Linked DNA regions of Mus musculus: region 1 is linked to region 2. Evidence: chromatin contacts called from public HiChIP or PLAC-seq data. All regions are on one chromosome and are shown on one strand. Each heading gives the region's core, a stretch centred on a gene start, on an enhancer-like site or on the middle of the called end of the contact. The rest is flanking DNA. Distances are from core to core; before and after follow the strand shown. Region 1 holds the start of Ccdc171 (coiled-coil domain containing 171). Region 2 holds the start of Lurap1l (leucine rich adaptor protein 1-like).

Region 1 (4,937 bases), core at 759-3,258, 2.6 Mb after region 2:
ACTATAGATAGCCTTTACCCAAACAGGGGACCAAGGAAAACGAACCTGTAACCACCAGGGAAAAAGAGAAACCCTCTAAGGACTCCGAGGTGATCGGATTTATTGTGTAATTACTATAATTTTCATTAGCCTTGTTGCTAATATGACCTGAAAGGCTCTCTGTGATCTGAGCTGAGCATATTTCTCTAGCAGATCTTTCATATTTTTCTCCCCTGCACCCAAAGTTTCTATTTTGTCAAAAGTCTCATGCTTTTTTTTTCCTGTCCCAATTCGTTGTTACTTTGGTGAATCTATTACTCTACTTTCTTACACTAGACTTTACATGCTCCACAAATCGCTTCCCTGTACTCAAGGTTGACGAGCAGATCTTTTCTCTGATCCCTGTGGCATTTGTACTTTATAGCTGGTATTTTTATTACCTAGCTCCATGCTGGGCACATGTGCTGTACTCTACGCATGCTAAAGACAGAGTAAATGAACTTTGTAAGGATTCATGTCAAGCAGCTTTTCTTTAAAAAGTGTACAATGTAATAGATCAGTTATGTTTGCAATGTAACACTCCCTTCTGTGATGTTCCTAAAACACGATGAGCTGATGTGTGTGTGTGGCCCATGATTTGTAACCCCAGTGTTCCGGAGGCTATGGCAGGGGATCCAGAATTTGGGGCCTGATTGGGCTACATAGGGAATTAAAAAACCCCACCCAGACAAAACCAAGAAAGCAAAACAACAACAAAATCACTTCCCTCCAAACAAAAATCTTTCAAATAACAAAACTAAGCCGTATACAATTTAAAAAAAAACTCTCATCTTCCAGGACTGTCAGGCCACACAGAGAAACCCATGGTGGTGGTGAATGTAATCTTATTTATTGTAATTCTCCATTTGATTCCTAAGTAGAGAGGGCTACTTTTGTTTCCTTCAGTTTGTTTTCGAAGCAGTTATCTCTTCTGGCTAAAGCCTTAAGAAGCAAGGAAAACCTTTTAAAAACCAAACAACTGACCTCAAACCAATTAAAGTTTCTCAGCAGTGCAAGAACCAAAGTTTTAATCTATTTGCTCTTAGGACTGTTAACTTTCCAGAGCGAGAGCAGGCGAGAACCCCAACACCTGGTTCAGGCTGATTACAACCAACCCCGGACAAGTTTAGCATAAAAGGCTCATTTTGTATGAACACTTGTGGAAAGAAGGTAGTGGCGGCAGGGATAAAAACCTTTCATCAAAATCCTGCCATTTCGCATTGTTCTTTAGGGAATAGGCTTTCAAAAGCCAAGGAACAAAAGAGGATTTGCTTTTCCAATCCTCTGAAGCGGCTACAGGGCGAACCAAAGCTCTTTATAAATTGTGGGCGAGGAGGGGGAGGGGCTGAAATCTAGCAGAGATGGAGCTCAAGGCGAGGCTCCAAGGCCTTATTTGCCAATGAATCCGGTTCTGCATTATTTGTAATCAAAGACGCTCAGCAGCATCAGAGCACCGACCTACATTCTATCCACCCAAGCCAAAATACAAAAGAAATCGATGGGAGGAGGAGACTGCAGGAGGAGGGCGCTGAGAGTCTGCCACCTGTGCCGAAGCCCAGGCACTCTCCCTGGGGACCCTGGCATCGGCCGCGGTCCTAGCGGGTTTCTCGGGCCGAGAGCCAGCTAAGAAGACGTTTACAGAGCAGGAACAGGCTGCTGCCCTTTTCCGAGGCTGGAAATGTGCACGCCACTCGGTTGCGGGAGTTCTGAAACAAGGAGAAGGCACAGCATGCCGGCGCTGGAGCGCGCATGGGGTGGAACGCGGCCCCGAGCCACCCGTGTGCTTTGCGCACGCGTACCCCACCCCTGGCGCATGCGCAATATACCCCGCCTGCCGCGGGAGCGCGCGCGGTTGCGGGCCGGCGCTTCTCTTCCAGCGCGAGCCCGCGTTCTCTGAGTACGCGCGTATCCTGGAGCTGGGGCTCGGGCGGCGGGCGGGACGCTGGGGACGCGGAGGCGAGGGGCGGGCCTGCCGGGGCGGGGCCAGGGAGGCGGAGAAAGTCGCGGCTGCCCAGAGCCTCGTCGCGTGTTCCGGGCCCCCGGAAGTGGCCGTTGTAAACTTCACCTCGTAGACTTTCTCCATCCTGGCCCTAGAGTCCATCGGCTTTCCCCAGTTGTCACTCTTTCTCCTGAGAGTTGCCTGACCTCCCACTCACCCCGAGACCTGAAGCTGCCTGGGGGTCGTGGGTGTGCAGGCTGGACCACGCGAGTCCGAGGTAACTGCGGGCTGTGGGTGCAATGGTGACTGGCGCCCGGGACCGGGAGGTGCTGAGAGGAGACTGGGCTTGCAGAGAGGACCCGGCTGAGGGCTGCTAGCTGGTGCTGACACGCCTCCAGCTCAGCCTCCAGCCTCCAGCCTCCAGCTCAATGGCCAGGGCTCTCCGCCCACCTTGAGGAAGCCGAGCATCTTCGCTGTACTCCGAGGACCGGTGGGGACTAGAGTCCTCGGAGCTCTTTGGGATCAGTACCCAAGGATCACTTTTTTTTTTTTCGTGTTTTACCTTCATTTTATTTAAATGCCTACCACACTTTAGGCACCCTACAAACGTTTGATAAGCAAAACAATGAGTTATGCAACTTCTGCCTACCACCCACCTTGGGACTTAGAAAAGTCAGCTGTGAGTTTAAAGCTGAATTTTGCGTACAAGCACACACCCCCCCCCCTTTGACTTTTTAATCATTTACGATATTCATATTAATCAAATACATAACTTAGAGACGATATCAAACAGCTTCTAAGATTTTGCACGTTGATGTTTTATACTTTTCCTAGTATTGGAGAAATGAAACTACCGTTTTGTTATTTGTATTTATCAGTGCTTAGTAACGACCAAACTGTGATAGAGCCGGAAATGCAATCCTTTCCAGTTAAAGGCAGAGGAATGCAGGCAGTGCAGCGGGATTCTAGGGAAAGTGAAGGCGGCTGTTTTAGCTTGGAGCTTGTGTGTAAATCCTGGCTCAGCCATTTATTAGCTGTGACAGGCAAATCACCTGTCGCCTGGACCTTAGGTTCTTTATGTCAAATAAGCAGAGTGGGCTTAGTCTTTCAGGCTCCGTTTACTTTTTGTTTGTTTGAGTTTCTTTGTCTTAGGCGTGTTTTATGGACAGAATCACACATCTCCTTCACCTCTCTTCTTTTTTCAGAGATGGGATGAAAGGTGGTTGAGACTGAACAAGAATCATGGGCACAAAAGTGTTCTGCTATTTGAGCTGCACTCAGCTCTGAAGTGCCCCCTTGCCAAATGAACCGTGTAACTGCTGATAGTCCCACACAGGTGTCACGACTAATGAATGCAAAGCTGCATAGACAAAAAAAAAAAAAAAAAAAAAGTGGATTTAGTGTTAGGGAATCAAGCCCTTTCCTCTCGATGAGTAAAGAAAAAAAAAAATAGCATTTGGTTAGACACCCAAACTGAGAAGGTAGTGGAAGTGCTGTGACACAGGTTGCATTCCTTTCATCTTTAAACAAGAGCGGAAAGGGTCGAGGGGCTGACTTAAATAGTTGATGAAACCTGATGCTTGTTGGTGAGTTGGTGTTCATCAGTTTAAAGGGGCGGGGGTGGGGTGGGGGTGGGCAGGAGAAGCTAGGCTGTGCGCCCAGAGAGGCATAGGCGGTTCCAGATAAGCATGTTTTCTTGGTACAGAATCATTAGAAGTCATCAAGATGTGAGTATGACTTTTAATTCTTGTAGTGAGTATCTTGGTACAAATCATTCAATCTCTGGGAAACCCAGTTTTCCCGTCTGTGAAATGGGCAAATAGTCTCTGGAGATTAAGGGATGGATGGTGGGATCAAGCATGCGTAGTTAGTTGCGTGTGTGGCACATAGTAAGTGTTCCATACTGGGCCCTGACTCTTCATCCAGCCCCTTTCTCTCTGAGCTGTGTGACTGAGAGGTGAGCATGCGGCGAAGGGACAGAAGAGGGCTTGAAGGGTAGGAAAACTCGTGCTAAGATGGCCAATGAGTCGGAAAAGGCTGGGGTGATGCACCCACTTTGCTTTTGCAAAATGTGGGGTAAAATTTGTTCTTTAAGGAAAGTTTTTTTTTTTCCTTTTTTTTCCTTTTTATTCAGTCTCAGTAGAGACTGTCAAAAATTGCCAATGCCGACTTTATTTCAAGTCATCATGGCAGGGTATTGGGAAAAGTTTTCAATTAGCAATAATTGCGCCTCGGATAAACCTCATGGACTACAATACAGCCAATTCGCAAAGCTAAGGAAAGTTTTCTTCAAGTGTGGTTTAATTATTTAATTATTTATTTATTTATTTTTTACCTTGCTTGAGTTGTCTGTCTTTTTTATGGTTCTGGGAAAAGAACTTGGATATTTCCCTATTCAGGGACTTGTATTATCCCTAACTGCTTCTTCTCTTCTCTTCTCTTCTCTTCTCTTCTCTTCTCTTCTTCTCTCTTCTTTTTTTTCTTCCTCTTTTTCTTTCACTTTATTTCTAAATGATTATTCTTCCTTTCTTTCATATTCATTTTTATTCTGTGTACATGAGTGTTTTGCCTACATGTATGTCTGTACACCATGTGTATGCAGTGCAGTACCCTCATAGGCCAGAAGAGGGCTTTTGATCTCTGGAACTGGATTTACAGCTAGATGGTTGTAAGCTGCCATGTGGGTGCTGGGAATTAAACAGGTTTCTCTGGAAGCAGCCAGTACCTCTTAATGGCTGAACCATCTCTCCAGCCTCCTCTTTTTTTTAAAAAAATATAATTTTACTTATTATGTGTGAGTGTATGTACATATATGGTGGTGAGCAAGCCTCTGCTACTGAGTGCATATGTAGATCAGATGTCAGCTTTGTGGAGTTGGGTTCTAGGGCTAGAACACACATCAGTAGGCTTGCATAGCAATCACCTTTATCTGATGAGCTGTCCTGTAAGCCCTCTACTTGGTTATTCTTAAAAAGAAAAC
Region 2 (5,700 bases), core at 3,180-5,679:
TTGCTAACTCCTGGATTTCACACCGTGTCAGTGATTTCTCTTCAGCAATTATAAGAAACAGAAGTGCCCAGGAGCAAGCCCATACCAGTGTGCAAGAGATTATTGTTAAATTTCCAGGAATTTCTGCAAACCCTCTGCTGAACATTCCTACTATTTAAAAATCATTATTGTGTAAACTTTTGGTTAGGTAAATGAAATTGAATACAATAAATCCCCAAATGTAATTATCATTTCCTAATTTTTTGACATTTGATTGTTCTATGTTCTTGAATATATTTATTTATGTGAGTAATTTCCTATTGTAATTTACAGAAACAGTACAGTCATTTACAACTATCTGACATGTGCAGCGGAAATGCTATATTGACCTATATTACCGCAACCCCGTCCCCAGCTGAGTAAGGTTGCACACTCAGACTCACACTGCTATCCTGATACAACAGAATTGTTTATACCACTGTAGAATGTTACAAATCAGTCACTTGCATATTTGCACGGAACTTGTTGTAAACATTTAACAAAACAGAATAAAAACTGTCATTCTCTAAATCACACTGGGATGGCTACAGAGGAAAGTACCAAGATTTCTCTATCTGAGTCGAGTCTGGAAAAAAAATAATAAAGCTGAACAAAGCATGAAAGAGAAAAAACAGGCATGAGTACGGGCAAAATGAGATTTGACAGGGATTATAGAGTGGGGATAAAGGAGACTTAGATGCTAGTGACCTACTTTTAGTATTATGTGCTAAATCTCTTCAGGAAGTGGCTAGTTCTGATTATAAATATTAATTAGATTTCAAAGAGCATTCTTTAAAAGCACTGTACTCTTTAGAGAGAAATATTTCAGATACACAGAAGGTAAAACATAAACAGGAAAGTAAGTAGATATATAGATAGATGACAATAGATAGAGATAGATAGATAGATAGATAGATAGATGACAATAGTTATAGCTGTCACATGCACAACTTCCTCAAGTTGGTAGTAAACTCAATGATGCTACAGGATAAACAGATCTAAACCAGCAACAAAATCATTAGGCCATTTAATGGTGTTATAAATGGGCCAGATAAAACTTCCATGGCTTTACTAGACATATAATTCTCCTATATATGGGTAAGGTCAACATTCTTTAGCTCTGCCATGATACCTTCCTTGTTCCGCCTATAAGCTGGACACAAATATTTATAGCCACAGCAGCTCTACACTTTTAAATAAAAGATCCAAAGAACATGATACCTATTAAATAGTTACTTCCTAAAACTCTTAAGGGTAATTTGACCCTGCTGGCAGCTTGATTTTCTGTTGCACTGTGGGGAGTGGAGTCTCAGGTAGAGACTGCCTAAGTCCTTGAACTCTGTGCCAGCAGGAGCTGGGAACGGGCAGACTTTCAGTCACTGCCAGAGCAAAGGTTGTAGGGTGTTCTTGTTTAACCAAAATGCCAGCAGCCCACTAAGAAAGGAGTGGTGCTACCCACACAGTCAAGTCCTGCTGAGTCTGCTGTTGCTCTGAGGTTCTCCCCCCTCCTCAACCCCCTCGCCACCTGCTCTGAGCTCTTATGGAGGAATGGAAGAAGTGCGCCTCACCTCAGTTTGATGTGACCAGCGCATTCTTTGAGATTGTGTCATCTGAGTCAAAAATGTTCCTATTTAATCAACCAACAGGGATTTTCTATAATAAATAAGAGGCCTCCTTTCTTCTCTGTGAACACAACCTGACAGGAGAGGAAGTTCAGTCTTTCTATTTTCCATACTTTAACATCCATTCTTATTCGCGTATGCATCTTAATAAAGTAGAAAGACTAATGTAAGTCAGAACCAATGCAGTCCCCAGACCTATCACCTACTAAAGCGTAAAAACTGCCACACACAAACCCAATGTTTTTACAGTTCTGTTTCAGGACATTAGGCCTGGGTAAACACAGTGCACTGGCAAGCACTGCACTGGATAAGTAGGAATGGGCAGGGAGCCGTTAAAAGAGTGTGGTCAGGGTGTGTCTCTCCTTGTCTGCTTTCTTCTCCCTGGTTTCCCTCTTGCACTGCTGGGGACGCTATATCCTGCCCACTGCCCATCTAGATCTCACTATGGCAGCTTATGTCTTATTTCCCACATCAAGGCACGGGCTACTGGCCAACCCTCTCATACATTTCCTCAGAGATACATATATATACATCTTGAAGATGAACAGAAAATGTACTCAAGACTAAAACTTAAAAAATCCAATTTTCAGAAATTTGGAATGAGAAATATCATCATATCAAACCACAGAGAAGAAAAGTCTACCATATTCTATTTTAGGCCTAGTAAGGATTATAGTTCTAAATTGTTCCCCAAACTGGCATTCAAAACATTTCCATTTTAAACAAATATATCATAAGACATCATAAAGAACACTTTAAAAACAACATAACGAAGATTTTCTTTAAATGCTTAAATGTGTTTTACATTTCACAAGAACAAAATGTTAACTATATGCAATCTACTTGTTTGTTTGTTTCCAAACAGGATTTCTTAGTGTATATCCGGCAGTCCTGGAATTTGCTCTGGAGACCAGGCTGGCCTCCAGCTCCAAGATCTTCCTGCCTCTCCCTCCTGAGTGCTGGGATTTAAGGGATCTTCCTCCACCACCCGGCCATCATACTCTTTTTATTATAAGGTCAACTTCTGTCTTAGTTACAGATAGGCACTTCACTGATGATAACTGGAAAATGACTTGTCCAACGAAGATCTAACTAGGTATTGAATCCTTGGGGTTTACTTTGCATTCAGCTCTGAATTGGACTTTGTACAGTTTATAATAAAAAGCTGTCCGTGACTCAAATGAGAAGCGTCCATAATTACATGCCACAGTGCAATCCTCATGCAATGAACTTGTGGTTTGCCAGCTTTCAAACAATGCATGCAGTTTTATGGGAGAGTTGCGATTTAAGTTGGTCCCTCTTTGATTCCATAAATGGTAGTTCTGATTTTGAAATGAGCCACCTAACTTACAACATTTAATTTTTTTTTCCTTTTTTCCTTTTAAAAACAGTTTTAACACATGCAAAGGTCTGGCTTATTGACAAGACAATTTCAGCAACGTTTTCCCTGCCATGAGATATTTCCTTCAGAAAGTCTCTGCTTTTTCTCCTTTTAAGGTTTCTTGGATGTGAAGATGACATGAACAAACTCCAAACTCCATTTATCTATGTTGTTTGGAATGGAAAAGCTGAATGGGAAAGGAGGCCAGAGGAACAGAGGACACAAATGAGTAGGTCCCAGACAAAAAGTATTGGAAATACTTCAATGGAAACCTAAAATTATAGTTTGGTGGGTTGAAAATACTATTCTCAACTCTCACTGACACAAATACAATGTTCAAGCAATCTTATAATCTATGTACTTGTTGCTGATTTACTTGGTAGATGTATTCTAGATTAATGGTTTACAAAGTTGTGGTTCTTCCTAAATAGCAGCAAATTATATAGAAATTATCAAAGAAAACAAGTATGATTTCACTAGTTACTCTCAGAGTTTTTCTTCCATAATTAAAGAGGAATGCTTCAGCAATTTCTTCCATTTAAAATTCTCCTGCCCCCTCAGTATTTATATATATATATACAAACACATACATGCTCTGGTTATTCTGTTCTTCATTTCTGCTTGGGGTAGTATGCTGGAATATTGGCAACACAATTATATCTTCTTGTACATTTTCACTGAACCATTTTTTTCTTAAAATTTTTATTGTTTAAATGCATTTTTTTTTTAATTTTTGAGACAGGGTTTCTCTGTATAGATGTAGCTGTCTTGGAACTCACTCTGTAGACCAGGCTGGCCTCGAACTCAGAAATCCACTTGCCTCTGCCTCTGCCTCTGCCTCTGCCTCTGCCTCTGCCTCTGCCTCTGCCTCTGCCTCTGCCTCTGCCTCTGCCTCTAAGTGCTGGGATTAAAGGCGTGTGCCACCACTGCACGGCTTAAATGCATTTTTTAACATCAAACACATTAATAATACTGAATATTTTGCGAATCAAATAGTACATAAAAATTTGTTCAACTTCACTGAACTATTTATCGATTGAATTTCTCCGTTCTTTGTGGAGTTATTGGGCAAGAATTCTAATGCTATGTGTAATTGGCTTTTAGGAAAGTTGGGGGGGGGGGTGGAAAACGACATAAAATTTAGCCATTCTTCTGCCTCTAATGTTAAAAATGTGTTCTACAGGTTGTAGCTGTCAGGGGACTTCAGCAGGGCAACTTTTAACTTAGTAACCTAATATGGGTATGCTCAGCTGAGGCAGGATTTGCATTTCAGTTTCTTAACATCAGGGTTGGGAAGATTTTGCTGCCCTTCTTGTCTGTGACATACGGTACAGGGGTTGGCTCTGCTTTGGTCCACCTGCCAGTCGAGTTTAAAGTTTCCGAGGCTCGGAGGAACACAATGACTTGGATGAGACCGACTAAAAGGAAAGGACACTGCTGCAGCAACCAGGAAGCCCTTGAACCCCAGCTAAGCTAACCGTGTCTTTTTCTTTTTTCTTTCTAAAATGCGCCTACACCGCCTACACACAGGACGAACCCACTTCTTTCATTGATCAGATTTTTTTTTTTTTTTCCTGACCGTCTAAGATAGTCTGATCCTTGGCGACATATGGCTGGAAAATGAAACGACCCGGGAGTGTGGCCACCTCGTTATTCTGTGTGGTGTAATACCAGATGGGCACCGTGAACCGCGCTGGGATGTGAATGGACAGTTTGAAATGGGAATTTCCCCGCATCGAGCAGGTTCCATTTCTCTCTTGGGTCTCTCGGTATAACGTACTAGCTTTTGCCCTTCTTCTCTGCAGTATCAATTAACTCAACTTGGCGGTGGAGTGGCCAGCTAGGAAAGGAATGAAGCGATCTGGCTAATCTTGCTGGCTGTGGAGCGGCAGAGCCTGAAACTGCAGCCGGGTGCAGATCTGCCGACTGCGCCCGGGGCATGGAGCGCACGGGCGACCGCGGGGACTCAGGCCCGGCCAGAGGAGCCCAGTACTGAGCTCCGGAGTCCGCCAGGCCGCCGCCGCCGCCTCCTCGCGCCCTCTGCCTTTACTGTCAGTGTCGCCCCTCGCAAAGAGTCATGGAAGACAGCCCGCTGCCAGACCTCAGAGACATCGAGCTGAAGCTGGGGCGCAAAGTGCCCGAGAGCCTAGCGCGCTCGCTGCGCGGGGAGGAGCTGGCGCCTCGGGAAGGGGCTGCGGACCCCAGCGGGGTTGGTGGGAGCTGCAGCAGCAGCAGTAGCTGCAGCAGCTTTGCGCCCTCCGTGTCCTCCTCGTCGTCATCCTCCCCTGCCTCTGGCTCTCCACGACGTAGCCACCCCAGCGCCCTGGAGAGGTTAGAGACCAAACTGCACATCCTCAGACAGGAGATGGTGAGTGTGATGCGTCAGAGGCGACTTGGGGACCCGGGGCCTGGGACCCGAGAGGGTGGCACAGGAGCGGGGGGGGGGGGGGGGGGAGAAGCTGGGAGGAGGTGTGCGGGAGCGCGCCTCTGGACTCGGCTACAGCTAAGCTTGAACCCTGAGGACTTTGCTCGGTCACGGGGTGCCCTGGCAGCTCATTCGGCTCTACTTTCTGATAGAGCTACTCCCTGCGCACCACTCTGCAGCTGCCAGCCGCGGATTCTCCCGCACTAGCCTGCTAAAGGCCGGCAGTTACTGCGCGGATCTGGGCCTGCTGTGAG

The links. HiChIP or PLAC-seq counts read pairs in DNA pulled down with a chosen protein or histone mark.
Region 1: a contact with region 2 is called in an H3K27ac HiChIP or PLAC-seq map of embryonic stem cells, with 7 times the contacts expected there. The contact joins the promoter of Ccdc171 here to the promoter of Lurap1l in region 2. A contact is called at or near these places in 3 of 115 datasets of contacts at active chromatin or transcription factors (astrocytes, embryonic forebrain and embryonic stem cells).

The regions. Positions count from the first base shown.
Region 1 is chr4:83,523,537-83,528,473 of GRCm38.p6, forward strand. Ccdc171 (coiled-coil domain containing 171) reads left to right here and starts at 2,009. Exons shown (of 26, transcript NM_001355378.1): 1 at 2,009-2,234. Gm25899 (a small nuclear RNA gene) reads right to left here and starts at 4,232; the gene lies at 4,092-4,232.
Region 2 is chr4:80,906,257-80,911,956 of GRCm38.p6, forward strand. It overlaps Lurap1l (leucine rich adaptor protein 1-like), which reads left to right and starts at 4,430. Exons shown (of 2, transcript NM_026821.5): 1 at 4,430-5,389. The coding sequence starts at 5,099.